Regions from separate parts of the Scleropages formosus genome. Here region 2 is linked to region 1. The links are chromatin contacts, called in public Hi-C maps. All regions are on one chromosome and are shown on one strand. Each heading gives the region's core, a stretch centred on a gene start, on an enhancer-like site or on the middle of the called end of the contact. The rest is flanking DNA. Distances are from core to core; before and after follow the strand shown. Region 1 holds the start of kat14 (lysine acetyltransferase 14). Region 2 holds the start of nup133 (nucleoporin 133).

Evidence for each region. A called contact is a pair of places that touch in the nucleus more often than the background predicts.
Region 2: a contact with region 1 is called in a Hi-C map of muscle, with 4 times the contacts expected there. The contact joins the promoter of nup133 here to the promoter of kat14 in region 1. A contact is called at or near these places in 2 of 2 Hi-C or Micro-C datasets (both in muscle).

The regions. Positions count from the first base shown.
Region 1 is chr16:17,152,886-17,159,196 of fSclFor1.1, forward strand. It overlaps kat14 (lysine acetyltransferase 14), which reads right to left and starts at 3,216. Exons shown (of 12, transcript XM_018750751.2): 1 at 3,129-3,216; 2 at 2,596-2,796; 3 at 1,967-2,269; 4 at 1,568-1,689; 5 at 900-1,021; 6 at 292-473. The coding sequence starts at 2,231. aars2 (alanyl-tRNA synthetase 2, mitochondrial (putative)) reads left to right here and starts at 4,734. Exons shown (of 22, transcript XM_018750707.2): 1 at 4,734-4,988; 2 at 5,701-5,889; 3 at 6,227-6,311. The coding sequence starts at 4,734.
Region 2 is chr16:17,325,549-17,331,884 of fSclFor1.1, forward strand. nup133 (nucleoporin 133) reads left to right here and starts at 2,181. Exons shown (of 26, transcript XM_029258792.1): 1 at 2,181-2,447; 2 at 2,530-2,648; 3 at 3,215-3,321; 4 at 3,780-3,884; 5 at 4,957-5,088; 6 at 5,438-5,608. The coding sequence starts at 2,311. It overlaps taf5l (TAF5-like RNA polymerase II, p300/CBP-associated factor (PCAF)-associated factor), which reads left to right. Exons shown (of 5, transcript XM_018750833.2): 5 at 1-249.

The DNA of each region.
Region 1 (6,311 bases), core at 1,966-4,465:
CCACAGTGGCAGGATAGCGGAGTATCCACAAAACCCAGGGAGAACATGGAACCACAGGCAGCATGAGCAGGATTCACACGCACAGCTCTGAAGTTCAGAGGCAACTGTGTTATCAACCAAGAAAAAGAGCAACTACTATGGAAAAACACTGCTATGATTTCTTAGAAGTACCAGTGGTGTCAGTTTCAGTTCTCGGGTCAATGGACAACATGCTCCAGTCTACTCCTAACACGTCCGGTGTTTTTCCAAAACATCTTTATTACAAATACTGTAAGAGGCAAATTTTTGTACCTTTGGCTTTCATAGATACCGCAGAGGTTTTTTCTCCCTCTGGACGCAGAGTAGGGGGACGATTCTGCACCAGCTTCCACCAGCCAGGCTCACCAAATTCCTGCGCTCCTGAGCGAAAAAACGTGGGGCTCCCGACTGACAGACAGCCTGCCACCGTGCTCCACCACGTGGATGTCTTCTTTCTGACAGAGGACAGAGTTGAAATCCGCTTAACAGTCAGACCCACTGAAATACGCCACTTCTAAATCAGTGGTTCTGAACCCTAACCCTTACAGTGCGCTGCGAGTGCTGACTTTCCTCAGGATGGTTTAAAAAAAAAAAAAAAAAAACTAAATTATGTTAAGTCTGGCCCTTTTTTTTTCATTTGGAAGTCTGAGGCTCAAGGGGAAAGCCAAATCATCCACACACTGTGGCCACAAAATCCATTACTATACAATCATCATAAAGTGGAAAAATATGTTACACCTTGCAAAAACTGTTATTAAACTTGTATTTAATGAAAAATTTTTAATGAATCCACAAGATGTCACCTGACATTAGCACTGCATTTTCAAGGAAGGACCCAAAAAAAGGACTGCTCTATGATAAGTAAAGCCTTTCTCTCTCACCTAGAACCCAACAAGAAGCTCCAGTGTCTTCCAATGAAAGCGCAAATGTCCTCCTTCCACCGGAAGTATCCCTGACGTCCCGTACCTTCCAGGGAGAGGTTGTACATGGCCAGCATCACCACCTGTAAAGTTAATTTGTCATTACATTTGCTGTGTACATTTATAATGTTCTACTGCAGTTTTCATGTTGAATATGCTCTAGGTCAGGGGTATCCATCACATGGCCCACCACTTCACATAATGCAGTCTGCGAGAACATTTGCAAATTATAATTTACAATAAAATGTAAAAATATAACATATCACTAAAAAGTGTATCACTTTTGGGACTTTCTGGAACAATCAGCAGTATTAGTAATGAGTTTGAGCTTTTAAAACAATGGGGAAACCAATTTAAAAAAAAAAAAAAAAACGGTTTTCTTCTGCAACACTGGTACTACTTTCCTTCTGGACCTTCACATGAACCACAGCACAAAGCCTTCACACTGGTGTCCAAAACGCTTCACCTCATCTTTTGGTCTTTCCACTGTACTTCAGTGTTGTGATGTAAGACCTAAAGGCCTTGCAAAGTTTAATTTCAAGAGCTTGAAGTGTTGCCAATTGCTTAAGGAAGGCTGGCCAGCACCTTAGTCCATTAAGTGTGACTTGACACTTGCTGCTGCACTGTACCTGCTGCCAGGTGAGCCTCATCCTCTCAAAAGTCTCCTTGCCATCCTCAGAACAGTCATAGCAGGTAAATTTGAAGAAGTTATCTCCTTTCAGGTAGCTGGGCTGCTCTCCTCGCAGCTGGGCTATAAATTAGGAGCAAACAAGACTGCTCACAGGACTACTCTCATAATACTAAAAGTATTATGCGCCAAGATTTCTTCTATCGTCATTTCGACCAGCCATGTAAGCACATTATTCAGTAGCGGCGACTACTGCAGTCAAACAAAAGTGTAAAATCCAAGGCGCATTTTTTTGGTGATATAAATACTTTTCCCACACTACTCGATGAAGTTGAACACACATCTGTACAAAAAGGTAAAACATGTAAGGTCTGTTAGTTGCGACAGACAGGCGCCTTACAACTGGGGATCCATTTGTGACATTTCTCGCAGTAGAAGGAGATGTCCTCGTTCCAGCTGGTATCTGCATCATCGCCGATGTCGCTGTTCAGGGAGTCTCCACTCTGGTCGTGCGACAGGTCTACTGACGCCTGGTCCTCCGACTCCACAATTAGAAGCGTCTCACCCTCCACTTCCCCTTCCTCCAGGCCCTCTGACGCCGAGGTGCACGTGGCCTCGTCGTCTCGCTGACTTGACAGGCTCCTCAGGTCCCCGCTGCTGTCCATGTCCCTTCAGAGCCCTCTGTTGTGACCAGGGTGCTGAACTTGACAGGTCAATGACAAATTCACATACTGAGCAGCTACTCAACACAACACCCTCCTTTCAGTACATACATACATGTGACTCAGTCAACAGCCATTTCTCTACAAAGCATTCTTATATTTTTTCTGAACCAGGAAGAATTTCTTTAATTTTTTTTTCAAACCACAAGCCACTTCTCCATCAATCTTTTTAGTTTTTTTTTTTTTTTTTTTTTTTTAACCAGAACCTATTAAATTTCTCTGTTAAAAGCCGATCACTAGTGAAAGGTGACAGAGGAGGAGAGACAGCAGAATTCTGAGTGCTTAGAGAGTGACAGGTTTCCCTTACCTGAGACAAACAGCTGCACCTCCTGGAGCTCTTCTGCAGCTCTTGCGTCTGTCTGTCAGCTGGTTATGTGCCAGTCACTCAGTCTGTGTGTGTGTGTGTGTGTGTGTGTGTGTGTGTGTGTGTTTTATTAAGGCCGTGGCCCACAGCACCTTTGCTCGCACCCCGCGCCGCCGGATCGCTCTCCCGCCCTGTGCACGCGCTCTGAGGGGATGGAGGGAAAGCAGAAGACACGTCGACGCTGGGTTTGCACGGCACGGCACTACCCCACCCGCAGCCCCGAAAAGCACCACTACATATATATTACGGCTCCGCCCGTGCAGTAAGCCGACGGAAACAATAGAAGAAATAAGCCATTTTTAACACTGACTGGTCCTGACTAGGCACTAGCTCTCGACTCGAGACCAGCGCAGCCGAACTGCACTCGACTCGTCGTCGCTGTCTCTCTGTGCTCGACGCGCGCTTCTGCTGCAGTTCCCAGAATAAAAAAGGAGGGAAGCAAGCAGTGCTGCCTCCCATGCTGCAGGTAAACCTACCTTGCTGTAACATCCTTTTCGGACAAGAACCAGGGGGCAGTTCCGACTGAGATCGCAGACGATTGCAACAATGTGCTCCGCTATAGGATAACGGTCGCACGAAGATGACGTCACGCCCAGTTAAAACCAGTCGAATGTCAAGACGATCGATACGTCTGTTTGTCTTAACAACGTGTCAGTGTGTCTATTACTGACGTACATGAAGAACTGCAGTATTGTACCGTAATGGGAGGGGCATATTAGGGAGCCACACTTATTGTTGTCCATCCATCGTCAACAACTGCTTGTCCCGAGCAGGGTTGTGGTGACCCAGGGCCTTCCCAGCAACATTGGGCACAAGGTTGAAGGGGTACACCCTAGACAGGATACCAGTCCATTGCAAGGTAGCAAGCAGGACTCAAACCCCAGACCCACCACACAGCAGGCACCAACCAAACCTGCTGCACCACCACGCTCGGGCAACATTGGGCCTCAAGGGAGAGGCTCGGAGATGAATTCAGCCAAAAGGCCTTGACAGCCATCTGGGGGATTTCAAGTAGCAGTGACTCCATGAAAAACAGCAGTGAAAATCCTGCAGAGACACAGGTTCACTCTTACTGTCCTTGTCCTGAACGCACAGGGAGTGAAACTGTCAGGCATATTTTTGGGATTGTGGGCATTATGTGGGCAATCTGGTCACCAGTCACTTCATTGTGCCAGCAGCTGGATGAGAAAACAATGTTTTCATATGACAAAGTATTGAAAGGTGGTCCCCTAGATACTTACCAACAAGTGCATCTAGACAGCTGCTGGGTAGTATTACCAAGCAAGTGCTTTGGAATGCCAGAACCATCCTCACCTGTAGAAGGACAGTCCTGGGAGCATGGGACTTTTATTGGAAAATAAAGGCAGACTTTAAGTTCAGAACGGAGTCTGGACGTTTCAGTCAGTGTCCATATCCAGTAGGGTATCTTAACAAAGTCTGACTTTTTATTTATTTATGTATTTATTTATTTGAATCTATTTTATTTTTCAGTATTTTGTCTTGTATGGAATTTTTGTATTACTTTTCGGTTGTTTCGAAAATTTATGGTTGGTTTGTTTATAGATTTTTAATAGTTTTGGGTAATTAAATTATTAACTGTTGTTAATAGCCATTATGAATAAAGGTTACCTTATGCATGTTCAGTTAATTTTATTCTTACAGACTTCTTAGATTATTTTTGAACAATACAACATAGAGGAAAGAGAAATACGAATACCAAGGGAATTATTATTACACAGAAGGCTTCTTGAAATAAGTCGTTTACAATTACTGGTGGGAAACAGCACTAATATACTACTTGACGACGTTGTGCAATACAAGCTAGAATTTCCTGCTAAATCTACTCTTATGAATACAAAATTTTGCAGGCAAGATAATAAGATTAATTTGGTAACATTTTTATTCTCAGTCTTTTTTCGACACCACAGATACGAGGATTTTCCGCAGCTTCCCGCACTTCACGGAGCCACAGTGGCTCAGTACGGGGCTACGATTGGTGGCCAGCGACTAATTGGAATACGGCCGCTCATTGGACACAACGGAGCTCGAGCCCACGGTTTCTGCGCATGCTCCAAGCAAGCATGGCCGCTACCGTGTTTCATTTCGGCTTGTGGAGCAACGTGCGCGTGAAAGCGAAGCGTTTGTTTTTCGCAAGCGGCGTTCGCGAGCTCAGGGCATGCCGTTGGCGCGAGGGCTCCACGCTGACGTCCAGCGCAGCGCGTCGCATGTTTATAGAGTTCTTCAAGGAGAGACACGGGCACAGGGTGGTGCCCTCGGCGCCGGTGCGGCCGCGGGGAGACCCGAGCCTGCTGTTCGTTAACGCGGGCATGAACCAGGTGAGCCGAACCAGGGCTCGCAGGTGTGCTGGAACAGAGCTCTCGAATGTTCCAGGTCTGAGAGAGACCACATTGTCGTCGCACATAGTTTCCTTTGTAGAGAGTAATGTATGGAGTAAAGTACTGTTTGTACACTCTCACCCCCTGGCCTGTTTACAAACAAAGTAGTCAAGATACAGTTTGGCCCTTTACTACTTTAGTTTATACAGCTGGGTATGCAGTATTTTTACTGTATATCAATTTAGTACTAAACTTTAAAGTACTGGGCCACCTGGTGTACTGGTAGAGCCGGACCAAGGTCGCGGGTTCGAATCCCCCCTCAGCTGCAAAATACTTACCCTAAAACTGCTGCAGCAAAAAATGACAGAGCTAAGTGGGAACAAAATTGTAAGTAGCTTAACGTTGTAAGTCGCTTTAGAGAAAAGGGTCAGATAATTGGTGTTTGTACTGATGGGCTGAGGACAGGTACAGGGTGTACACCTTTTGGGCTGGGAGTTCTGTGAGAGGTGCTGGAGCACCATGTCCTTGACAAGGACCAACAGTTGTAAAGTGTGTGAGTGAGTGATTTACCGGTGTCTTTGATTTTTTTTTCTTTTTTTTTTTTTTTTTAAAAAAAATTTTTATTTTTAAATGTCCTCTTTACACGGACTGGAGTGTCAGTTGCTCTTCATCCGTTAGAATGTCTGATATGAGCCTGTGGCCTCTCCGCCAGTTCAAGCCCATCTTTTTGGGCACAGTGGACCCTCGCAGTGAGATGGCGCGGTATCGGCGAGTAGTTAACAGCCAGAAGTGTGTTCGTGCTGGAGGCAAACACAACGACCTGGACGACGTGGGCCGCGATGTCTACCATCATACCTTCTTCGAGATGTTGGGAAACTGGTCCTTCGGAGACTACTTTAAGGTGAGGCTGTCAGTTCCCTGAAGTTGCTGTCATTAAGTGTGAAAGGTGCACTTGAACCCAAATGGGAAAATGCTGTAGCTCCTTCTTGGTCAGCATACTTCTAGATTAGTGTTTTTGATATGCATATTTCTGTCTGGTGTTTCTCTCTGGTCTAAGGGAAAAGCAATGTTCTGTAGAGGGGCAAAAGTTTCTGTTGTTTTTCTGTTCTACTCCTCTTAGGCACTTGTCTCCTCTCTTGATGTAAGTAGCTTTGTTGGAGATTTGTGGAGCAGCTGTCTTCATCAAGCTTAGTGTGCTGTCTGCAAATCCTGGGCTGTGTTTCTTTGCACACCTCTAGGAAGAGGCTTGTGCCATGGCTTGGCAGTTGCTCACGGGGTCGTATGGAATCCCACGAGATCGTCTCTACGTGTCCTACTTTGGTG
Region 2 (6,336 bases), core at 931-3,430, 170 kb after region 1:
TAGAAATGTTTATACCAGAGTGTTTTTGTTAAACACCAGACTACATTAAAAAAATTGAGATCTTTTTAAAGAGGTCCAAATCTTGAGTATTTTTTGGGCCCAGTGTTTTTGAGGGGTTTTTATGCTCTTTGTCAAATAATACATCATGTCTACGCTGTAATGTGAATCAAGATTGGGTGAAACTGTAAAATGAACTTTGAAGTAATTGAATTTTTATGATAAAGTTATTAACCAAAGATTTAAAGTCTCCAAGCCTTATTAAATTGCAAATTACAACCTTTATTAACTGAGTTTCTTTTCTTGTTTTAACCTTTCTTTAAACCAAGTTTTCAGGAAAAAATGTGGGCTGATAATCTTGTGTAAAAAAAAAAAAAAAAAAAAAAGTTTATATTGCTTTCCTAAATACAACTGTGTTCCATTTATTTTCATGGTAGTATATATGTGTTGGCTATGAAACTAGTTTGGGATTTGAATTCAATTTGCTTTACTTTGAAGTTCACCAAGCTGAATTGGAACACACTGATCCATACAGCAGTATAAGTATATTTAGTTGGCATGATGTATAATATTTGCCAAGATGCATAAGCACTGTTGGGAGACCAAACAGGTGTTCCTTCTCTTTTTATCCTGGTGTGGAAAGTGTCATTTTTAAAGCAAAGGTTGTGTGGCCTAAAGACATCTAAATGTAGTAAATTTTAGATTCGCCATATGTAACGACTAGTAGGGGAAATGTTTCAAGAATCTACAAATAGACAGTATTTCCAAGACTGTGTTCACAAATGATTGGAATATGAGGTGTTATTTCACTGAACACTATACTTGGGGAATGGGAGCTCTTTACAGATCTGTGGGGTTTATAAAATGTAAAAGATGAGATTACTCCTTTAGTTTCATTTTGTAATTATGTCTATAGTAAATCAGTCAAACCAAATGTCTCACTGGAAAGCCTGTTTTTTTTCCTGAATTGTGAAATAAAATCCTGATCTTACTTTTCTGTTAAAGCATCTGAATGGTCAGCTTTGTTCAAAATGTGACATTGTCCATATTCAAACAAAAATAAGAATCCAGGGAACTTTTGTGTATTTGTGCAGAAAACCTGTGAAACGTCTATTTTTTCAAACATCTGGAAAGTTTTAGTTGCCAGAAGTGGTTTTAAGTTATTTGTTGCTGAAGAACAAATGCAAGATGAACACACTGAAGTCTTGTCTGTCAACAGCTGCTTGTGTTGAGTTCAATAATTAAAACTTAAAGGAGGAGAACATCACACTTGCTTTCAGAAGATGCTTTTCTCCAGAGCAACTTACTATGATTCCCTCGTTTATAACGCTGGGTACATTTTGGTACAAACAGGCTACTGGAGCAATTCGGGGTAAGAACGGTGATCAAGCATACTGCTGGAAGTGGAACCCGGGCCCTTCCAAGTCCAAAGGCTATAGCTCTGACCACTGCGCTCCCTGCTGTTCCAGGACCTGTTAAATCCCACTTCAGATGTGAATAAGCTGTGACTAATAATGCATGAAAGTTCCTGCCAGGCCTGTGTTTAAACCAGTAAGATACTGTAGTTGTTCAGCTGCTGCTGGTGAAGTCTGTGGTGAACACACTGAGGGAGGGAAAGGGTAGGGAGTGTGTCGCCACCTCTCTGTGGGTCTCTACCTCTACCTTGGTGAGTGGAACGGATTGCCAGTGTTTGGCACGTGCTATGGTAATGCTGACAAACTGACTGTTTCATTGATTGCCCCAAATCAGGGCTCTGACTCCTCTAACACTTTCTCTCACTGCATAAACTTGGGAATTAGTTATTAAAATACACAATAAACCGAGTGGACATATTGCATGTGTTTAATTTGCTTATTTCTCCTGAAACAATTTCTATAACGAGTAAGTTGCAGCAGAATTATCACGTTTTCATTTCATTTAGTGTAGCACTTTCCTAAGCAGCGTACAACAGAGTGCATTTCACAACACACGAGGCGCATCAGACACTGACATACCATTTACGGCTATTAAAAATAAAACAACAGTTAACGACACTGCAGCAAATATTAACTAAAGACACGGGACCTCATCATAGTCCAGTTATATCGGGCGCAGTTGCACCACATTGACACCGGAAGACAAACATGGCAGTTTCCGGTCACATGGCCACGGCTGGATGTGACGCGTAAAATGTGCGTCCTCCGGGGAAGCGCGCGAATATTTTGTGGCGCATGGGTGGAGAAAACTTTGGGAAAGGATCTGGCGCTTTCGCGTAGTATCAGAGGTTTATCTTCGACGTGTATAGTATATCGATAGTGCGTAGAGGAACACACCATGTTTGCAGCTCGTTCTACTCCCGCTTCGGCTCGTAGGCCAACGGCGGTGCCAGTAGCTGCTAGAAAGATGAATGTGACAGCGACGCCTGCAGCACTGCTTCTCTCCCCCGCTCGGAGATCTTCGTTAACCGCCAGGTATTACTAGTGGTTCTTCCCACCAATCGTCCGTCCGTGTGCACGTGACCTGTGGCTTAATTTGCCCCCTCGTTTTCCGCAGAGCTGCAACTCCGACCAGAGTGCAGAGCCAGACGCCTGCGGAGTCGGTCAATTTTGACGTGCAGACTTTTGGCTCCTCTTTGCCCGTTAAGGTCATGGAGGCTTTGACAATGGCAGACGGTACGCGCGTCTTCGATCACATCACATGACATCACATGACATCACAGCATAACAGGACACACACCGTGTCACTGTGGCACAGACAGCAGGAAAATTAGATTAGTTACTTAGTGTAGGTAAATATAAGAGCAGAGTCAGTGCACACATCTCTGTTCCCTAACTTCTGTAAGACGTCGTGCTTCAGCTCTGCTGTAAATGGGGGAAACAAGCACTTTTGTCTTTGTTTTACAGTTTTTTTTTTTTTTTTTTTTTTTTTTTTTAAATATAATTGTGGGCTGATTGACATGACTAAATTAAAAGTGTGAAAATAAAAAAAAAAATAAAAAAAAAAAATCTTATTCCTGTTCACTACCACCTCAGTTTCTCATAGTAATAGTACATCTTTTTACTCTTGCTGTTAGAATCTCCAACACTTGCCTGTATATCAGGTGACATTCGTTGGCCAAAAAAAGTTTTATCATGTTGGTCTGACTTTGGCGTTGCTAGATATGACCAACTTGTTTTTCGAATAAGGACTGTATATTTCTGCATGCGGTAGTTGAGCAGTAAATTACTGTCTTTTCCAGTGACCAGTGACCAGATTTCAGTCAAGGTAGAGGAAAGTGGCTGGGCTTGGATGGTGTGTGGCGAGAGACTAATCATCTGGAAGATCAGTCAGACTGCGGTGGCCAAGGTGCTCTTGAATTTTCTTACTGGTTTTGTATGCCTCTCTTACTCTTGCTGTTTTGCTTAGGTATAAAACTGATTGATTATTAGAATCAGAATCAGAATGAGCTTTATTGCCAAGTATGTTCGCACATACAAGGAATTTGTCTTGGTGACAGGAACTACCACAGCACAGACAGAATGACAGTGACAAGACACAGATGAGAAGATAGAATATGTGAATGAGGGATAAAAAATATTTAAAAATATAAAGTACCCAGTATACAAAAATAGTCACTAGATACAAATGCATTAGTAGGGCAGTTTTAAACTATTTGTAGTGTCACACTAGATGATGATGATGATCATCTTCTGTTTTTCATTATTTTAATCAAAGCTGGTTTTTATTAAGGGGGGGGGAAAAAAAATCATTGTTTATTTGTGGATGTTTGCCTTAGTTTGTATATTTTTCCCGCTCTTTAACAGCTGTCCGTCTGTAAAGATCTTCAGTTGTCCGCGAGTCAGTTTATGTACTCTGCAGACTTGATCGCCATCTCGTCTTCAAACCCGCTAGAAACAGCTCCTATTCAGGTTGGTGCAAAACTCGTGTATTTTTCCACTTGTTTTATATATTTATTTTTTTTATATTGCAAGTATTTTAAGACTTGTATTCTGCTGCTGTAACGTAATTTCCCTTGTGGGATCAGTAAAGTATATCTATCCATCCACCCATCAATTACGAGTTTGTTACATGGACAACCTTTGTATCAGTAGCCATGCTAACATTTTTTATGAAGAGCATACATTTTGTTTTATGATGTTGATGTAGTTTTTAACTTGCTGCTGTCACATTTCCCTAAGAATTGTCACCGTTACTGAAATTCTCTAGATGTTGCGTTTCCGAGACGGTTCTTGTTCCAGCTGAACACTACAGTCGTTATGCTTGATTGAGAGGGATCATTCAGATAATATTAATTTAAACCATTAGCCTCAGAATTTGTTAGTTGGCGTATAATGCAATAATGAAAACGACAAATATGAAAGTAATTTCTCAAAGTTTATCATACCTTTGACCTCATTTATCTTTTATTAAGTTGCTGCTGATACAGTTTTGTTTCTCTCGTTGCTGGTTTATCTAGGCCAATACCTCGTATGCAGTCTCCTTCTTTGCCTTTTGAGACCGTGGTGCACAAATTGTTGCATTTTCTTTTTCTTTTCTTTAAAGTGTGTCTGTCTTGTGTTGCACATTTGTTTATAGTACTGTAACATAACTTTTCCCCAGTGCCTATGCATATAATGGGGAGGAAAGGATGGCTGAGCTAATAGAATGTTTTTTTTTTTTTTTTTTCTGTCTCTCTGTGACTTGTCATTTACATTTTACTTCATATTTCTTGCGGGGAAAGGTAAGTGCAGAGTGGGAGTGATGCAACTCTAAAATGCTTGCCAGTCCCAAGAAGTGGCTTGGTATGATACTAGAGTGTTTCTCCATTTCAAGAGGTTTTTGCAACTGGTAAATGACATAACACAAATCAGGACTATGACCCGAATTGCAGAGACTCTTCTAGGTTTGGAAGGTCAATGTGACAGTCTTAGGTGGAGGTCCAAGTGCTAGCAGTGGTTGTAAAGGTGTGCAAATCCATATTTGTCTGTTGTTCATCTGCAGTCAGTCTCAGTCATGGCAGTTTCTCCTGAAGGAACAGTACGGTATTGGCCCAGCCTGGCACATGAAACCATGTATGCGGAGTGTGTAGCAGACCTGGGTGGCAATTTCTGCAACTTTCTTAAACCTGTGAAGGTAACGTGCCTATAAGATTTAATTTGCCTGTATTTGTGTTTGATAATACAACTCATTTGATAAATGAAGGTAAAACTGAATATCAGCACTTGATGTCAAGATTCAGTTGTGCAGTTATCCCTCACAGTACAAGATTCTACACAGCCAAAACTTGATATAGCAATTAATGGGTGCACGTTGTCTCACAGTATATAGTGTGACTTTTGAACATTACATGGACCATTTTGATCAGTATGTTGACATATTGGTGATAATATGATTGTATATGAATCATTCCATATTTGTGTGAGCTGCGCCCTACGGATGAGTTAAAAATGCATTTGGGTTCCATTGATTTCCATTTCTTTAGGGAAACAGTTTTGTCCTTTCATCCTGCAAAAGTCAGCTACTGCGTTTGGGAGTGGACAGTTCAGGGAAACTCCAGCAGAGACCACTGCAGCAAGGACAGGGGGTCCTGTCTGGAATTGGTCGACGTGTCTCCACCCTCTTCGGCATTTTGGCCCCTCCTGTTGACTCTGTTGTAAGTCAGTAACTATATGACCTGTTCAGTTTGTAGGTCTGCAAGTTTTTTCATTTTTTTTTTTTTTTTGGTTCCCTAATTTGTGTTGCTACATTGAATGCCTTTGGTTTGGTAGAAGATAATTTTGAACTAGTGCCCTGTCAGACCCACAAAGAGTACTGGACACCTGGTTTCTTCTGGTTGGAACTTATGACTAGTACTTCAAAATTATAATCTCCTGAGGTGTAGCAGTGGCAGCTAACTGTTGATGAACCACAAGTATTGATAGTTTCTCAGTGTAAGGCTTATTTTTTTGTTTCAGAAAGTTGAAAACATAGAATGGATGGCAAATTATGTATGCCATCTCTCAGTTAGGACTTGTATCCTATCTTGCTGTTTATGTACTGGTACATTCTTTTCGGTTGTACATCTAAGGGAAAGAAGAAGGATTGTGGTGAGCTGAAGTTAACGGGGGGTGGGTGTTTTGTGCAAGTGTGATAACTGCTTACTGACAAGTAATTGATAACGTATCAGAATTTTATGGAACAGATTGTAGTTGCTCATATGTCTGAACTCTTGTAATTAGGGCCCGTTTTACAGGAAGCTTGTGAAAATGGCTCCTGAGGAGTAAAAGAAAAGCACCTAGAAAATATTTGTTAAAGTTAAATGGCTTAATAACAAGGGAAAATGTGAAAACAAAGGAGTAAGGTTCTATCCGGGAACCTTTAGATTGTTATTCAGCAGCATTA